Linked DNA regions of Oryctolagus cuniculus: region 2 is linked to region 1. A link is a contact called in public Micro-C data. All regions are on one chromosome and are shown on one strand. Each heading gives the region's core, a stretch centred on a gene start, on an enhancer-like site or on the middle of the called end of the contact. The rest is flanking DNA. Distances are from core to core; before and after follow the strand shown.

The links. A called contact is a pair of places that touch in the nucleus more often than the background predicts.
Region 2: a contact with region 1 is called in a Micro-C map of ear pinna, with 3 times the contacts expected there. The contact joins the promoter of DIP2B here to the promoter of ATF1 in region 1. A contact is called at or near these places in 2 of 6 Hi-C or Micro-C datasets (ear pinna and an unstated tissue).

Annotation. Positions count from the first base shown.
Region 1 is chr11:53,857,721-53,864,617 of mOryCun1.1, forward strand. It overlaps ATF1 (activating transcription factor 1), which reads right to left and starts at 3,555. Exons shown (of 7, transcript XM_070052228.1): 1 at 3,221-3,555.
Region 2 is chr11:54,096,092-54,102,988 of mOryCun1.1, forward strand. It overlaps DIP2B (disco interacting protein 2 homolog B), which reads right to left and starts at 3,714. Exons shown (of 38, transcript XM_070052227.1): 1 at 3,442-3,714. The coding sequence starts at 3,541.

The sequences.
Region 1 (6,897 bases), core at 2,305-4,804:
GGTAATGGCCTTAGGAAAGCAGCAGAAGATGGCCCAACTACTTGGGTCTCCTGTACCCAGTTGGGAAATCCGGAAGAAGCTCCTGGTACCTGGCTTCAGATCAGCCCAGCTCTGGCCGTCGTGGCCATTTGGTGAGCGAACCAGTGGACGGAATCCTCTTCTGTCTCTGTAACTCTGCCTTTCAAATAAAAAAATAAATCTCTAAGAAAAAAAAGTGTTTAGGGGCCAGCACTGTGGTAAAGCCACTGCCTGCTGTGCCGGTATCCCATATGGGCACCGATTTGCCTTCCGGCTGCTCCACTTCTGACCCAGCTCTCTGCTATGGCCTGAGAAAGCAGTAGAAGATGGCCCAAGTCCTTGGGCCCCTGCATCTGCGTGGGAGACCCGGAAGAAGCTCCTGGCTCCCAGCTTTGGATCGGCACAGCTCCAGCTGTTGCAGCCATTTAGGGAGTGAACCAGCGGATGGAAGACCTCTGTCTCTCTTTCTGCCTCTCTGTAACTCTTTCAAGTAAATAATATTAAAAAAAAAAAAAAAGGTTTAATATAATAAATTTTGTTGGGGCCGGCACCATGGCTCACTTGGTTAATTCTCTGCCTGCAGTGCCAGCATCCCACATGGGCGCCAGGTTCTAGTTCCTGTTGCGCCTCTTCCAGTACAGCTCTCTGCTATGGCCGGGGAAGGCAATGAAGGATGGCCCAACTACTTGGGCCCTGCATCCGCATGGGAGACCAGGAGAAGCTCCTGGCTCCTGGCTTCGAATCGGCACAGCTCCGGCCATAGCGGCCATTTGGGGGGTGAACCAACGGAAAAGGAAGACCTTTCTCTCTCTCTCTCTCTCTCACTAACTCTGTGAAATAAAGAAAGAAATAAAAATAAATAAATTTTGTGTGTGTTTTCTATAAAAAATAAAGCCCTAGGCAGCATGTGTAAGTGGGGCACAATCAAATCCCAAGGGGGAAGTGCCAACAATGGGAATGAACTGGAGATCAGAAATGCAGGCAGGCTGTGATCTTGCTCGTATAGACAATGAAAGGGAAGGCGGAACATCTTTAAAAAAAAAAAAATGGCAAGGCTTCCATAGCCTTGGCAGCTCACGACAAGAGCCTCGGGTGATCACTGACGTCATAAATAAGAGTGTCAATTGTTAAATCAACAACGGGAGTCACTGTGCACTTGCTCCCCATGTAGGACCTCTGTCCTTAATGAGTTGTACTATGTGAATTAATGGTACAACTAGTCTTCAAACAGCACTTTATACTTTGTGTGTCTGTGTGGGTGCAGACCGTTGAAATCTTTACTCAGTATAGAGTTGATCTTATGTATATAAAGATAATTAAAATTACTGGGATGGGAGAGGGAGTAGGAGGTGGGATGGGAGTACGGGTAGGAGGGCGGGTATGGGGGGGGGAAGAATCGCTATATTCCAAAAGCTGTACCTATGTAATTTTTATTCATTAAATAAAAGCTTTCTAAAGCAAATGGCCAGAAAGAAACATTATAACCTAGGCAGTAAACTAAGCTTTTTAATGTCATCTCCTGATTCCTAGTCTAGCAATGTATAAATTGAGCCTCAAAGAAATTGGCAGGTAGTGTGGCTCTCACTTTAAGACATGAATGGGAGACCTGAGGCCAGAACTGGTTTACTCCAAAGTCCTGTTTTTTCCCTTCCACATGGTCCCTCTTCCAGGAAAAGCCTCAGATTGAGCTTTCTCTCCGATCCAGGTCCCTCTTTCCCTAACGCTGTCCCTGCGGCCTGCACACATTTCTAATGAGGCTGCCTGATGGAATGCTGCAGGCCCCCGGGGGTACAGAGCCTGTATCACGGGAATGCTGGGAACGCGGCGAGTGCGCGGCGCCCAGGAGACCCAGAGTGCTATCAATGAATGAAGTAACAATGACCCCGTCGTCTCCCTCTCCACAAAGGGCTCTTCAGCGCCTCACCGGGACTGTCTCCCGCAGAGCTGCTCCTATCGGTCAGGATCTCTTTCATCTCTCCGGTGCGCCCACCTGGACGCCAGAAAGGCTTTTCCCTCTGCCAGAAACCCTACGCTGCCTCTTCTTCACCTGGCCTGCTTCTGAACTATTTCCCCAAACTTCCCCAGCCTGGTCAACAGCCTTGGGGCTGTATAACCCCAGCAACGACAACCCGTTCACCCCATGGCACCTGTCCCAGTATTGCAAGCGGCCTGGTTTTCTGCCTCAATACCGGAAACATAGAGGGAGTGAAAGACAAAAGGGATGCGGCAAGGATCAAAGCAGGACTTCCCCTGGCTTTCAGAAACGGGGCGACGCAGGCACGGGAAAACCTGCAGAGACAGCCACATCCTGCGCTGCAGTTGGAAATTCAACATAAATAAGGAGCGTGATGGGGTTGGGGGGCAAGGCCTGTGTGCCGGGGAGCGCCGCCTGCCGGCCACGCCGCGGCACTGCGCCGACCCATGCGCGGGGGGCATCACGCACGCTCCGCGCCGGGACCCCAGACCCGGACGCGAGCGCAGGCTCTCGAGGACCTGTCCGCCAGGGAGGGGCGGACAGCCGGCACGGGAGCCGCACGCACGCGTGTTTCTGAGGGTCACGGGGCCCTTCGCGCCCCGGACCCGTCCTTCCTCTCGATCCCAGGTGAGGACGGCCCGACGGAGAGGCTGAAAATAGCCTGGGAAGCCTTCCGGGGCGCGCTCGCTCCCCCTCTCCTTCTCGACTATTCTTAGCCCCACGCTCTCGCACAGCTCGCGCCACCAGACACGCTAACAGCCTCCCAGTTCAAACGCGTGAGGCGATGGAAGCGGCTGAGGCGTGCGAACGCCAACGCTCCGCGCTGCGAAACCAAAGCCGGGGCCGCCGGGGGCCTCGGCCGCCCGAAGGGTCGCCCCCAGCCCTCCGGGACCCCCCCCCCCACACCCCTTCCCCACAGCAGCTCCGAGGTAACGGCGGAGGTCAAGGCCAAGGCCAGGCTGTCCCAGCCGGCCGCGGGCAAGCCTGCGGCTTTTATTTCGGTTTAGGGCAGCCGAGGAGAGGGGACGGGCGGCTGAGGGGACCGGAAGCGCACTGGGCCGGGGGTGAGGGGGGACAGGACGACGGGCAGCCCCACCCCCTTCCGCCGCGCCCCTCCCCCCCGCCGCCGCCCGCGCGCGACCCCCCGCCCGCCCGGCGTCTCCGCCCGCGCCACCCCGCCGCCCGGGGCCGGGGGGCGCCGAGGCCCCACCCCCGCCCCCCGCTTACCTGTGGCTGCCGCCTCGCCGCAGTCCGGGGCGGGAACTTCCACTCCCCCCACACACACACCCCTCCCAGATGGAGCCGAGTTCACTGCCCACTTCCCCACCCCCTCCTCTCTCTCTCTCTCCCTCCTCGAGGGCCAGGCGGGGCGGGGAGACGCGGTGTCGCTGAACGGCCCCGCAGTCCTAGGCGACAGTGTCCGCGGCACTCGGGGCCGCCACGGGCGGCATGATCTCGACTCCGGGCCGGGGGCGGGAGCGGGAGGGGCGCCGCGGAGGGTGGAAGTGCGTGGGGGGCGAAGCCGGGGCGGGGCTCCGTGCCGGCCGCCGTCCTGCGTCATCGCGTCTCACGTGACGCGCCGCGCCGCCATCTTGGGCCCGCCAAGCCGCGGGGTGGGCGGTGCGCGGTCGGGAACCGCGGTCGCTCGGCTGGCGGGCGGGTTTTTGGTGTTTTGTTTTGTTTTGTTTTTGGTTAGCAGACTGGGCGACTGCGTGCTCGGGGGTTGGGGGGGTTGGGGCGGCGGTCACCCCCCTGACTCGGACCTGCACCTGTGCCTTTGAAGCTCCTGTTTGCTTGCTGCCGGTTACTTTAGAGATTTATTTATTTGAGAGGCAGAGAGAGGTCTTCCATATGCTGGTTCACTTTCCAGATGGCCAGAGCTTTGTCAATCCGAAGCCAGGAGCCAGGTGCTTCTTCCGGGTTTCCCACGTGGGTGCAGGGGCCGAAGGACTTGGGCCATCTTCCACTGCTTTCCCAGGCCACAGCAGAGAGCTGGATCAGAGGTGAAGCAACTTGGAGGTGAACCAGCGCCCATATGGGATGCCGGTTCTGCAGGGGGCAGCTTTACCCATGATGTTTTTGTTCTAACATGAGACACTTTAGGGTAAACTTACATACATGCGAAGAACGGTGCGGTCAGATCGTAGAATGACGCAAGTTGACTTTTGAGCTCCTCCAGGTGCCCAGCACAAGAGGAAGCTAAAACTTGCAAAGAGTCCCGCGGGCTCTTAGAGTTCACACCCATTGTGGTGCCAGTTAACAGCTCCTGCACGGTGAGCTCGATAAGGCAGCTCAAAATATAAGACGGACCAGCTGTCAACGCTGGAACACTACCACTGGCTTCATCTCTGAAAACACTTGCCCACGTCCCAAAGGCTGCAGAGTCCAAACCTGGGGCCCAGAGGCCGTCCTCTGCCTCCTGCCTGCCGGGTACTGTCAAGAGTTACCCTGCCAAGCGCTCGTGGCTGCTGTCATTCACTCAGCAAACACTGTTCACAATCAGAAGCTAGAACTTGGACCCAGCATTAGGGTGCCTGGGTTTGAATCCTCCTCATCCTGGCTTCCTGCACCCTGGGAGGTAGCAGCTGATGACTCAAGCATTTAGATCCCTGGCAACCCCCATGGCAGACTGTGGGCGTGGCCCAGCCCCAGCTGTGGGGCATTGAGGAAGTGAAGTAGACCAAGTCTTCCTCTGACTCAAACACAAATTTAAAAAATTATGTGTTGATCTAGGAAACAACACTGTGGCACAGTGGGTTCGGGTCCCGGCTGCTCCACTTCCAGTCCAGCTCCCTGCTAACGTGCCTGGAAACTCGGAGGAAGATGGTCCAAATACTTGGGCCTCTGCCACCCATGTGGGAGACCAGGATGGAGTTCCAGGTCCCTAGTGTCAACTTGGCCCGACCCTCGCCATCGCGGCCATTTGGATATACAAGGGAAGCAGAAGATAATTAAAGTATTGAGAAAGAAAAGAAATAAAGTATTGAGTCCCTGCCACCCCTGTAGGAGACTAGATGGAGTTTACAGCTCCTGTCTTCAGCCTGGCCCAGATGCAAATGTTAGAGTCATTTTGGGAGTGAACCAGCAGATGGAAGCTCAACTCTCAATTCTCTCTTACTCTGCCTTTCAAATAAGTTGATCTTTTTTGGGGAAAAAAAAAAAAAAAAAAACATTTATTTCGAGAGTCAAGGGTGGGGGCGGGCTCCTAGCCAGTGATTTACTGCGTAAATGCTCACAATGCCAGAAGCAGGAGCCAGAGACAGAGTCCGGGTCTCCCAACGAGGGTGGCAAGAAGCCACTGCTGCTTCCCAGGGCGCGTGTTAGCACCACGCTGAAGATGGGCTGGAGCAGGACTCAAACCCAGGTGCTGCAGGGTGAGCTGTAGGCGTCCTAACTGCTGGACTACATGTCTGCTCCCAAAAGTAATTTTTTTTTAATGTTTAATTTTATTTGAAAGGCAGAGTGACAAAGGTCTTCCAGCCACTGGTTCACTTCCCAAATGCCCAGAATAACCAGGGCTGAGCCAGGCTGAAGCCAGGAGCCCTGAACCCCATGAGGTCTCCGTGTATGCGGCAGGGCCTCCAGTTGTCTGCTGGCTCCCAGGATGCATGGTACCCGGAGGCTGGATTGGAAGCGAAGGAGCCAGAACTTGAGCCAGGCACTCTGATGTCAGTTGCACCACAGTACCCACCCTGAAAGTAATTACTTTAAAACAAAGTTGGCCAGCCCAGGGTGGCACGACTTTAGTCCTTTAGGCCCCCTTTTTTCCATTTAGAAAGATTAAAATGAAAAAGTTTTGATGGTGCTGCACTTCCCATATAATCATGTAGATTGAATGAGTTTGAAACATGTCAAATTAGAGTGAGTTCTGGGGCCAGCGCTGTGGTGCAGTGGGTTAAAGCCCTGGTCTGCAGCACCTGCGTCCCATATGGGTGTGGGTTTGAATCCCAGCTGCTCCACTTCTGATCCAGCTCTCTGCTGTGGCCTGGGAAAGCAGCAGAAGATGGTCCAAGTCCCTGGGCCCCCGCACTCTACTGGAAGACCAGGAGGAAGCTCCTGGGTTCGGATCAGCACAGCTCTGGCCGTTGCAGCCAACTGGGGAGTGAATCAGCAGATGGAAGATCTCCCTCTCTCTTTCTGCCTCTCCTTCTCTCTCTGTGTAGCTCTGATTTTCAAATAAATAAATTAAATTTAAAAAAAGAAAGAAAGGACATGAGCCCAAGCGGGCGACTTTAGAGCCTACTTCTCAAAAGACAGAAATTATTTGAAGCTGATAGATGTAAGCTTTGTGGACTACAAAGTGTTTTTGTGCTTCTGTCTTGTGATACTCAAGGGGAAACACACACGGTAAACCTTACCCAGGAGAGGTCCTAAGTGCGTGCAACGGTTATATTGTTGGCACCCAAAGAAGGATACTACGAAGCAAAATTTCTCTCTGAGCCTTCCCCTGCCTCTCTCTCTCCCCTCGTTAGTCCCCAGGTAAACCGTGTGGAAACTAGAATTCCTCCTTCCCCAGATTATAGAAACAGATCCCCTTGCCCCCAAAGCCAGCTGTGAAACCTAAAAATACTATTTTTGCCTCCTCCCTACCATTCTTTGTAAAAGTTGACCATGAAGAAATTAAGACTGTCGTCATTCCAGACAGGTCTTGCCCCATACCTGGGAGGAAGCAATGAGACCGAGGGGCTAAGAAGAATCTGGACAGACAGGCCTTGTGGGGCATCCCCACCCATTAGCTCACTCCTGCTTTGTTCCACATTTCTACATGGCTGTCCCTGCTGCATCAAACTTAAGATAAAAATGGGTAATTTGGGGCTGCCATTGTGGCGTAGCAGATAAAGCCACTGCCTACAGTGCCAGCATCCCTAATTCAAGTCCCGGCTGCTCCTCTTCCGATCCAGCTC
Region 2 (6,897 bases), core at 2,464-4,963, 240 kb after region 1:
GACGGTTTGGGGACACGCTCCCAGCAACAGGATACAGGAGTGTGGGGTCAACACCCTCCCTTCCATTGCACCAAAGTCCAGACGGCACCGGCTACACCACAGCCCTCACTGCCAGCTACAGAATCCATCTCACATTTAGGACTCTGCTGTCTCTTGTACAACGGCAAGGCACACGGCTTCCTCTTTTCTCTGAAGGCGCGTAACCATCAGTCTCACGTGCTGCTTTGTTGTATCTGTAAGTGATTTCCTTAACTAGAATCAGGGCTCCCTGAGAGCTTGCAGTCTGCTGCTCACATCTTTAACCCTTGCATACGGCAGGCCCAGAACATCCACCGAACTAAATGCCTACGTGACGGCTCAAAGATCTGAAAAGAGCAGAGAGAGGTTCAACAGAACTATCTGGAATTGTGATTTACACCTGTCTGGTAGCTTCTCCTTAAGAGGAAAAATTAGTTGGTATGAGTAAAGTTCAGACAACAGAGCTCACTATCAAATATATAATAATACATGTGGGCCATGAAAAAAATTTCTATCATTAGAATACTTATAAAAACCTACTCTGAAGGCCGGCATCCCATAGTTCAAACTGCTTCGCTTCCAATCCAGCTCCCTGCTAAGGCACCTGAGAAAGCAGTGGAAGATGGCCCAAGTGCTGGGGCCCTGCACCACGTGGGAGACCGAGAAGAAGCTCCAGGCTCCTGGGCTCCACCTGGCCCAGCCTTGGCCATTGCAGCCATTTGGGGAGTGAACCCGCAGACAGAAGACCTCTCTCTCTCTCTCTCTCTCTCTCTGCGTCTCCTTCTCTGTAACTTCATCTTTCAAATAAATAAATGTTTTAAAAACTTTGACTCATCCATTATTATCTGACTCATCTACAGAAAAATGATTTATGTGATTCATCTACAGAAGAATTCCCAATTCTATGTAAATTCAATCCCTCAGGGATTCTCCAGACAGTTTTCCACGGGTCTTTTGCGCGCAGAAGCGAGAGGCTTCAACTACCAAGTGCACGGTGACCTGCCTGAAGCACCAGACACATCACGGTCTCTGCGTGCACTCTGCGGCAAGCAGCCCACAGGAGGCACAGACCTGCAGTCAGCCAGCAGGGCTGCCTGATCTATGAGTAAAGCCTGCAGCTGAAAATACAGGTAGGCACAAAGGAGGCTCCACCAGCAACCGGCTCAGACCCCGTCCACGGCGATGATCGGCCGCAAGCCTGAGCCTCAAAAGACGAACACAGAGAAATGAAGGCACCACCGCCAGCAATGTGTGATGCACACAAGAGTTAAAAGAACCTTTTTTTTTTTTTTAAAGCAAAGTACTTTTGTCAGAGCAGGCACTGTAGAGCAAATCTAAAACAAACAAAGGTTAAGTTCAAAATATGCCACCAGTCATCACAAATAACACCACAGATTTGGGGCTGCTGGGTGAACTGCATGTGAATTCCTAATGACGCCAACCTGCTCTACAGTCAACCACCTCTGTGCTTTAGGCAACACAGACAGACAGACAGACATGGCCATCACGCTGACACTGCAGGCCCAAGGGTTTCCACTGTACTTTCCCCAGTGTTATCCATTGCTAAGAGATGAAACACTGGGTAACACAGCATAAGTCTGTAAGAAGCAAATTCAAACTAAGTCAGATGCCAACCAAAACAATCCTACACTGGAAAACCAACCGTGCGCTTGTCCTTAAAACGTTTAAGCCCCTGGCAGTCGCAGTTTCAGCGAGCATCACACCTCTGAAGAGAGGGAGGTGAGCAAATCACTCGTGGGTCCTAGAAGCAGTCCCCCCGAGAGTCTAGAAAGACCCAGAGCTGCAGTAAACAATAACCAGCTGGAAGGAGTCTGCAGGATTCCCCTCAGCGCGGAGAAGCAATCAACTCCTACTTCAACCTCACTCCGCCCCAAACGTCCGGGCAAAACTCTCTTTCGGGCTAATCAAAGCTAACTGATCTGTTAACAAAATACTTTTGAAGGTCCAATCTGAATGGAAATCATCAGATTTAATGACAAGGCTCTGGCCAACAGAGTGATGAATCTCAAGAGGCAGGGCTGAAGGGAATGCAAACACCCCTCAATTTGGGGGGGGGGGGACCTTAAAGAAATTTACATCTTAACTAAGGCTCAGCCATTACTTGAATGCGACTGGGTGTGCCTGGCGAATTTTTCAAGCCAAGGTGTAACTAGACAGACAAGCCCCGAAGGATCCTTATCTTCCTAAACACTTCCCAACTGATTAATTGAACACTATGTTGGTAATTAAGTGAAGGTGAACACAGCACCTCCCATACAGTGGGAAAACCTAAAAGACTTCTTTAAAATAATGATTTCCTCCAACGCATGACCGGACCTACAACACAGAAATCTCATACTGACTTTTCATTGTGAGGGATTCTGGAAGGGGGTGGGGGGGCCCCAAATACCTCGATAAGAAAACAAAAAAAAGTCAGAACGCCCCCTGGGACCCTGTCACATACACGCTTTTCCAATCAACAGCTTTCAATCCCGTTGAAAAATGCTACTGGAGAGGGCCTCTGAACAGGAACTCGGCAAGAATAATACACAACTCCGGGGAAGCCACGAAAGTGTTGATCTCAAGCTTGGGGCGGGGTGGGGGGGGCGCTTTTGTCTGAGAGGCAAGGCCGTGATAGAAACGGGAACTTGACAGAGAAGCGATCACAACTGCCCACCACAGAGCGCTGGGTGTCATTGTTGTCCGGGGGGACTTCAGACACCCGTGGCCTGACTTACTCCATCTTTAAAAAAAAAATTTCACTCAATCAATCAGTCTTCCCTGGACCCATCCATTGTCGAGAGAACACCGGCTGGCGGCCAGGATTCGACTCCGAAAGGGAATCAGCCAAGGAAAAGCCAGCCCCAACACCGCACGCACGGGGAGAGCAGCCCTAACGACAAAGGTGGTCCCGACACGGCCCCCGGCTGGGGGGCTCCCCGGGGTTAAGGGCTCAGGCTCCCCAGGACCCTCCACGGTGCACCCCGCATTGTCAGCACGAGGAAGAAACGCCGCTGCGGATTTCCCCCGGGGTCTGTCGTCCTCTCTGAAGCCGGGCCGGGGGCTGCAACCCGGGCGCGGGGCCTCCAGCAAAGGCAGAGGCGAGGGGCGAGCTGTCAGGACCCTGCTCGCGCCCGCCCTGCCCAGGCGTCCGGGCGCAGCTTTGTCTCGGCAGGGACGCTGGGGGACCCCCACCCCACCCCGGCCCTGCTCGGCCCCCTCCCAGGGAAAACAATGAATCCCACCCCCCCCAATCCCCGGGAACGCGCTCGGCCCGGGGCCGGGGGCAGAGAGCGGCGAGGACGGCCGCCGAGGGCCTGCCCACATTTCCTGCCCCCGCGCGCCCCTCGCCGCACCGCCCCGACGCCCGCCGCGCGCGCCCGCGCCCCGCAGGGACCCCGACCCCGGGCCCCAGGCTCCTACCCTCCGAGAGCTCCAGCTCCAGCTCCGCCAGCTGCGCCCGCACTTCAGGCGGCAGCGCGGCCACCGCGGCCGGCGACGGCTCCAGGCCTCGCTCCGCCATCCCGGCTCCGCCAGCCGCACACACTCCGGAAGACGAAGAGAGGAGGAGGCCGAAAGGAGGGACGGACTGACGCGGGCCCACACCCGGCTTACAGGATCCGGCTCCGGCCGCCGAGCGCCGCCAGCGCTGCCGCCAGCGCCGCCGCCATGAGCAAGGGTCACGTGAGCGTGGCAGCCCCGCCCCCCCGCCGGAGCACGCGCCTCTTCCGCAGCCCGACTCGGCCGCGGACGGGCGGGCTCAAGGCGCCCTCTGCTGGGCATCTCTGGAAATGGCGCGCTCGAGGCGGCCATCCATCCCGGGTTCTCCTTTAGCGAAACAGGTTCGCTGGTGGATGCTTGGATTTAGCGCAGCGTGGACGTGGAGTGTCTGCCTGCTACGAAATCGCGAGAGAAGGCTCCCAGCGGCCAGAAGCTTTGAGCTGTCAGTCACATTCTTTCATAGTATTGCAAGTTTTTGTCATGAAGATGTTTGACTCCCCTCCTCCCCACAGTCTGGAAGATTCTGGTGTTTTCATTTCCTTCCAATACTGATCCAGACAGAGACCAGGCCTCAACCCTATTCATTAGGAATTTCTAAATAATAGTTTATTTCATTCACGGACTGGAAGGAAAACTAAAAAATAAACCAGCTGGGGCAGGCACGTGGGCTAGTAGCTGAGAGGCTCACATCCCATAATCAAGTGCCTGGATCCAAGACCGGGCTGTGTTTCCAATTCCTGCTTCCTGCCAATGAGCAAGAAGGGAGGAGGTAACCATCGAAGGCGCAAGGACTTGGGTCTGTGCCATCCAGGAAGGAGGCCTGGATTGATTTCCTGGCTCCTGGCTTTGGCCTGGCCCAGCCCTTTCTGTTTTGGGGCATTTGAGGACTTAACCAGCAGATGGGAGTTCATCTCTCTCTCTCTCTCTCTCTCTCTCTCTCTGACTTTCAAATAAAATTATTTTTATTAAAAAAAGTTGAAGAAAGAACTTCAATTTGAAAAAAGGGTACACTATCACAGCTGGTTGATTAGTAGTCTTTGAAATTTGTTCCCTGCACCTTGTTGGGAAATCTGTGAGAACTTGTATATCTGTGACCTCTGGTTTACACGAGGACTCAGGCATTTTGTTAAAGGGCTGCAGCTGGTGCTGTGGCATAGTGGGTAAAGCCGCCACCTAGGATGCAGTGCCAGCTTCCTATATGGGTGCCACTTCGAGTCCTGGCTGTTCCACTTCCGATCCAGCTCTCTGCTGTGGCCTGGGAAAGCAGTAGAAGATGGCCCAAGTCCTTGGACCCTGCACCCATCTGGGAGACCTGGAAGAAGCTCCTGGCTCCTGGCTTGGGATCGACGCAGTTCTGGCCGTTGTGGCCAGTTGGGGAGTGAACCAGCGGAAGGAAGACCTCTCTCTTCTCTCTGCCTCTGCCTCTCTGTAACTCTGCCTTTCAAATAAATAAATAAATCTCTCTAAATGAAAGAAAAGGCTACAGATTCACTGATGCTGCTTCCAGCAGTTCTCCCCTAACCGTGGAGGAACTTGTGAGTGCTTTGACCCCTGGAATGTGGCAGAGTGACACTGTGTGACTTACCAAGGCCAGGTGTTAGAGGGCCAGGCAGCCTCTACGATTCTTTTCAAAACAAATATTTATTTATTTGTTTGAAAGGCAGGGAGACAGAGAGAGAGATCTTCTTTCCAATGTTTCATTCCCAAAATGGCTTCAATGGCAGGGGCTGGGCCAGATCCAAGCCAGAGCCTAGATCTCCTTCTAAGTCTCCCACATTGGTGGCAGGGACCCAAGTACTTGGGCCACCTTCTGCTGGCTTCCCCTGGGCACAGTAATAGGGAGACAGACATAAAGTGGAGCAGTCAGAACTCAAACCAGTGCTCCGATTTGAGATGTCAGTGTCACAGCAGTGGTTTAACCTGTTGAGCCACAGTGCCAGCCCCTCTTCTTAAACTCTTTGATTCAGTTATGTGTACTGAGTATAATATTTTTTGTGTTATTCTTTTCCTTTTTAAAAAATATTTATTTGAAAGAGTTACAGAGAGAGAGAAGGAGAGGAAGAGAGAAAGAGAGAGAGAAGTCTTCTGTCCACTGGTTCACTCCCCATTTGGCCACAATGGCTGGAGCTGTGCCGATCCGAAGCCAGGAGCCAGAAGCTTCCTCCGGGTCTCCCATGTGGGTGCAGGGGCCCAAGGACTTGGGCCATCTTCCACTGCTTTCCCAGGCCCTAGCAGAGAGCTGGATTGGAAGTGGAGCAGCCAGGACTCGAACCAGTGCCCATATGGGATGCCAGCACCACAGGCGGCAGCTTTACCCACTATGCCACAGCGTCGGCACCTGTTGATTTGATTTGCTAATATTTTGTTGAGGATTTGTACACCTATGTTGATGAGAAAAGTTGATCTGCAGTCTTCTTATAATGTCTTTGGTTTTAGAATTAGGCTGATGCTGGTCTCATAGGATGAGCTTAGAAGTACTCCCTCTGCTTTTATTTTCTGAAATAAATTATAGATTAATTGGTATAACTTCCTCTTTGGTTTAATTGATTAAATTCAACAGTAAATCCATCTGGGTCTCATACCTCCTGGCTTGGGAGTGGTATGACCTAAGTGTTTGTGTCTCCCCAAGTTCATATTTTGAAGTCCCAGCTCCCAAGGTGGAGGTCGTAGGAGAAGGAAGATTTCAGAGATGACTAGAGCTCTGCCCTCATTAAAGAGACAGATCTCAGAGAACTTGTTTGCTGCTTCTACTACGTGTGAACATGGCAGGAAGGTGCCACCTATGAACTAGGAGTGAGGCCTCACCAGATACTGAATTTGCCAGGACCCTGACCTTGGGCCCTTAGCTTCAGACCCCTGAGAAACACATTTCTGTTTGTGAGCTCATTTGCTTATGATACTTTGTTAAAATAGTTCAAATAGACTCAGACAGGAAGGTTGGTAATTCACTGAGTCAATCTTTTTTTAAAGATACAGGGTTTTTATGGGGCTGGCGCTGTGGCATAGTGGGTAAAAGCCGCCCATATGGATGCCAGTTCGAGTCCCCGCTGCTCCTCTTCCGATCCATATCTCTGCTATGGCTGGGAAAGCAGAAGATGGTCCAAGTCCTTGGGCCCCCTGCACCTGCGTGGGAGACCCGGAAGAAGCTCCTGGCTCCTGGCTCCGAATCAGTGTAGCTCCGGCTGTTGCAGCCAATTGAGGAGTGAACCAGTGGATGGAAGACCTCTCTCTCTCTCTTTTTCTCTTTCTGTGTGTGTGTAACTCTGACTTTCAAATAAATAATATACATATATTTTTAAATATAGTTTTTTAAAAATTTATTTTTTTAAAGATGTATTTGAAAAGTAGAATTAGGGAGAGGGAGAGATAGATCTTCCA